Regions from separate parts of the Arachis hypogaea genome. Here region 1 is linked to region 2. Evidence: chromatin contacts called from public Hi-C data. All regions are on one chromosome and are shown on one strand. The core of a region is the stretch at or near the end of the contact, and the rest is flanking DNA. Distances in the headings are between cores, read along the strand shown. Region 1 holds the start of LOC112750220. Region 2 has its middle 7.3 kb from the start of LOC112750219.

What was found. A called contact is a pair of places that touch in the nucleus more often than the background predicts.
Region 1: a Hi-C map of an unstated tissue shows a contact between it and region 2, with 4 times the contacts expected there. The contact joins the promoter of LOC112750220 here to the enhancer-like site in region 2. A contact is called at or near these places in 2 of 8 Hi-C or Micro-C datasets (leaf and an unstated tissue).

The regions. Positions count from the first base shown.
Region 1 is chr15:42,936,073-42,938,772 of arahy.Tifrunner.gnm2.J5K5, forward strand. It overlaps LOC112750220, which reads right to left and starts at 1,416. Exons shown (of 9, transcript XM_072216182.1): 1 at 1,084-1,416; 2 at 803-990; 3 at 1-627. The coding sequence starts at 1,366. The coding sequence ends at 592.
Region 2 is chr15:42,485,248-42,487,947 of arahy.Tifrunner.gnm2.J5K5, forward strand. No RefSeq gene overlaps it. Among protein-coding and RNA genes, the nearest start is that of LOC112750219, 7.3 kb to the left of the region's middle. Within about 2 kb of position 1,329, at least 1 of the 3 cell types and tissues checked has open chromatin away from gene starts, as enhancers often do.

The sequences.
Region 1 (2,700 bases), core at 166-2,665, 450 kb after region 2:
AAATCAAGATGTAACTGAGTGCAAAATTAAAAGAGAGAATAAAGGAAAAGCGCAACAAGCTACTAAGAAACTATCCATAAATAACCGATGGAGAAATCAACGCTTATAAGTGAACAAAAAATGAATAATGGAAATTACATTATTGTGCTTATTTTCCTTCCCCTACCAAAACAAGAAGATTATAGTGCCACTTTAAAAGCCTCAAACTTCATCTAATTGGCTTGGCTAAAAGAGATTGGAACAGAACCAATAGGAACATATGTGACATGTAACAATGAATCAAAGAAAAATTCTCCCTATAATTTATATTTACATTGCATTTGAAGAGGCATAGCTTTCTAGTGATAAGGATTAATCCCCTCACTAAAGACTAATAAAAGCCTTTCAAATTTTATACATGAATAAAAGATCAATTTTATACCTAATTGACATAAATCACCACAGGAAAAGGATAATTATCTTACTCTCCTTCTTGGTTTCTTTTGAAAGTTGTTAACAGAGAAGAGCTTCTTCAAGACCTTCACATTCACCACCATGCTAGGCCTATTGATATTCTTAGTTGCTGGAACTAGTGCATCATTATTATTGTTATTATTGGCAAATCTTGATGAAGCTGGAGTAGCACATCTGAAATCAATAGATCTTCTATTATCACAAAACTTAATAATACTTTATCAAAAGCCTAGAAATCAAGGAAATTAGATTCTTAATTTGACAGTGAACAAAAACAAACCATTGATAGAAATTTAGGAATTTAAAAACCCTAAAATTTAGTAAAAAAGTGAAAAGAAGAAAGAAAGACCAATGTGGCACTGGCGAATGAGGACCATGGCGTGGTGGATTGACTTGGCCACGCCGAACTTGAAGACGAGAGTCTGGAGGCGGTGCTCAAGGAAGTTCTTGACAGTGAGAGCGAGGACGTAATCGCGGAAGTTACACAGAAGGCAGCACCAAATCGCAGAAGCTCGCTAATGGCAGTAACAATGTTGCCTGCAGAGGCGAGGTGATAAACAAAGCAGCAAGGAGATGATAAGCGATGGCTAACCTTCAGATCGAAGCCAGAACAAGATCGTAGAAGCTCACTGAAGGCTGCGGTACGATGTTGATAGGTGTCGCGAGGGGATGAGCAGCGGCAGGGAGATGAACGATGGCGGTGAATTAAGCGGCAGCAACAAATATTCAAATCGAAGTCAGATCGAGAACTAGATAGAAGCTCAATGAAGGCAGCAACAATAGCGTTTCTTGCAGCGGCGAGGAGATGAGAAGCGATGAGGGGATGAATGATAGCGAGGAAATAACTGGCAGCGAAGTGAGGTGAAGGACAATGGCGTGAGATAAACGGCGGAGAAAGATTAGGGTTTGTCATTTACATTACCCACAAACTCCTCATATATGCAGCAATACATCATCCAAATTAAAAGAGAAACGGAAAATGATAGGGGCGGTTTTAAACCGCCAGAATCAACTAAAACCGCTAAAAAAATATGAAAATTTTGGCAGAGACTAAAAACGCCGAAATTGGCAGAAAAATGGCATTTTTGTGTAACCGCCATAAAATTATTGCCACTTCAATCCAATTTTTTTGTAGTGTCTTTCCGGCCTCCGACCCAAGATTCACAGCCTCTGGCCCAAATTTACAATTTAAATGCATATTCCACAAACTAATATTCATTATCCAATTCATCAAATTCTCAACACACCAAACATACAAATTCACACAATTCTCAACCCAATCTTTAATTTATATTACATATCAACTATACATATTAGTACCAACCATTTACACAATCCAAACTTAATCTTAGGAGCATCTAGTCTAGGAATTCTCATCACACCACATGGTACTTAAATGAAACTTAAACCGTACCTCTTATAGCCAAAATAATTGAGCTTCTTCTTGGAAGTCTCCACCAACCCTTAGCTCCAACCCTTACCAAGGCCCCACAAGCAATACCAATCTTCCAATTATGCACCAAAATCACCCAATACTCTAACATAATCAATTTTTACACTTATAATCAACCTACGGTTTATGAAATTGATAAATCACAAGGGTTAGAGGGTTCCTTACCTTAACCCACAAAATTGGTTGATGAAACTCACCAATGGCTCATATTAGAGCACTCATAAACAATCAAAATCATAAAATTACTCAACACCCATAGCCAATCACGTTTTCAGAGGAAAAAATTAAAACTGGACAGAGAAGAACGAAATACTCACTACAAAACTTAGATAGAATTATAGAGGATAAAAAGAGCGACGCGTGGCTGCAAACGGCTCGTCAATCGGAGTTTCAGATCAAAAGTTATGGTGATTTGAAGTTTGATGGATTTAGGATTTTCTCTCTTCTTCCTCTCTTCCCCATTTTAGCGCCCCACACCCCTTTCTTTAGGATAAATGAGCTGAAATACTCATAACTAATGTTTATATATGTTGGTCTTGGATCCACTTAGGCCCGGTTCACTTGTTTTAGTCCGTTGGCCCAACTTTGGGCCAAAACCTTTAAGATTAGAGTTTTAAATCGTATTTTAAATATTTCTACATTCCCAAATCATAAATTCTCATTTCTTAAAATTATTCACTTTAATTAATTTTCTCAGCCACAGTACCGGACAGATCGTAGCCGGTACTGCCGGTCAAATTTTCAGTGCGCATTTTTATTCAGAAAACTATATTTTTCGACTCAGAAAAATTCAC
Region 2 (2,700 bases), core at 79-2,578:
ATCTCAATATAATAAAGATGGTTAATATTGCTATTAATATTATATGTAAAGAGTAATAGAAAATAGAATTTAAAATACTTATAAAATAAAAGAAGAGAAAGAATTGTAGTAAAAATATAAGGAGAAGAGTATTTGATTGCAGCATAAAAGAGGATTGATTTATTTGTAAGAAAGGGAGAATGGTATTTTGTTCTGTTGTTATGTAACTTTCAGAGCTTAAACCTCTATTTATAGATGTACATAGGATAGATTTTCAAATGCTTATTAAAAACATTCTTCTTTGAGAATACTACACCGCCCTTCATAAATGGACATCCACGTAACAAATCTTATCTCAACAAGCCCAATTTTTTTCCCACTAAAGATAGTAGTTGAAGAAAGTGATACAGTCATGAACCAAAAAAAAAAAAAGTGATGCAGTTGCCTTTTTTAGCCTTTATTTATTTATTTTAACTTTATTATTATTTGTACAACTTTGTGTTGCTTCATCTTAATTTTTACTCTCTATCAATATCTTTACGGTGACTTTTCAATAAATTAATTAAAATAATATTAAACCCAAACGATTCTTTGTTATAAGTATGGTTTTTTTTTTTTGTATTATGTGTATTTTTAATATATGTGTGTAAAGTTGGTCTCTGGTTTTGGGTCAAGAAGTTGGTTCTAGATATTTGTATGAAGCCCAAGAAAATTGGTTACAGATTTAATACAAGCTTACAAAGGGTTTATGGGTCTGTGAGCCTTATATGAAACAGGGGGTGTCCAGCAGGTATCCGTCAAAATATCATTTTTTGGCTGTGGACCTAAGTTTTGTTTAAAGGTTTACTGTTAGTAAATAGATAAGATGCCAACGAGTTATAGCTCAAATGACATAGTTTTCTTATACTCACTTAGAAATTACGGGTTTGAATTTCTCTATCTTTGATAGTAAAAAAAAAAAAAAAACCAGATAGGGGTGGCAACCGGACGGGTAGAGGCGTGTTTTTACTCTACCCGATCCCCCGTCGCCCTACAATAACTCGCATAGAATCCGTCCTGCTTCTATCCTCGGAAGTACTTGTTCCACCCCTACCTGTCCCTATAATTATTAAAATCCAATAAATAAAATAAATTTTTAAAATTTATATAACCATCGTTACATACATATCATAAATTATAAAATTTTAAATATGATATAATATTATTAATCATTTAACTAATTATTTTGCATATATTACACATATTATATATATATATATATATACTAGAACGAGTAAGAGAAGGTATTATCTAAACCCGATCCCGTTCCGTACCATCCAAAAATTCGTCCTGCTATAAATTCCCCTTAGTACGGGACGGATAATTACCTGCCCCTAGGGCTGGCAATGGGTAGGGTAGGGTAGGGTAGGGTAGGGTAGAGTTTGGGTTCTACTCTAACCCTACCCGCGGGTTGAAAACTTTTTTAAAATTCTACCCTATCCCTACCCACGGGTTGAAAATCTCTCAACCCTAACCCTACACGCACCCTAAAGTTCTAAACCCTATCCTACTTGACCCTACCGAAGAAAAATAAAAAAAAATTAAGTAAATATAAAATTCAACCATTCTAAATTTCATACATATTAATAAAATAGAAAATAAAATACTAAATTTAAATTTAAATTAAAAATAATAAAATCTTAAAGAAATCCAATATAAAACTACAAATAATATAATCATCAACTAACTTAGTGGTTATTTCAAGTTTTTATAAGAGAAAGATTGTGAGTTCAACACTCACTTTCTTCACTACATACATAACTTTTACATATAATATTATATAATATATTAGGGATGTAGATAGGGTAGGGTAGGGTATATCCTAAACCCGTACCCTAAGATAAACTCACATTCTATTCTACCTTACCCGCAGCAAGTCGGATAGACAATAACGGATTAGTCCGAATTAGATACCTACAAATAAGATATATATTGCCAGCCCTACTTGCCCCAAGTGAGTAGAGACAGATGAATACCCACAAATTCAAATAGTGTTACCATCTCTATAAATAAATTATAAGATTCAAACTTCAAATATTTATTTAAACAGATTAGCAAGTTAATTACTAGATCAACCAAAGCATAATTTTAATAAAAAAAGCTACGACCAAAAAACCAATTAGAATTCCAGTCGACAAATATATAGAAACCGACCAATAAAATAAAACAAGAAGCGGACACAAACAAAAATAAGAAGAAATTAGTGTATCCTCCGAAAGAAAAAAAAAATCAAAAATAAAATAAAATAAAATCAGAGGAACGTGCATTATTGAATAAAATAATATTTTCAAGAAATAACTAGATATTTTCTTACTTGACGTTGCAGCTTTTTTCTCAGTATCTCACTCTCATTTTTCTTCAATCTCTATTTCACTTTCTTCTTTGCGTTTCCCATAAAATCTACTATACAAAAACTTAGCTAAAAAAATGAAAACACCTTGTCTTTTGCCAAAAAGTTATTATTATTATTATTATTATTATTATTATTATTATTATTATTATTATTATTATTATTATTATTATTATTATTATTATCCATAACGAAGACTTTGAACGGCAGAAAATTAAATCATAGGGTGCTTGACCTTTTAAAACCGTAGATATAGGCATAGCCCAAATTTTGGGCACATGCTAATGTATGTTTAGGGTTCAACATTTCTACATAGAAATGATAGTAACAGG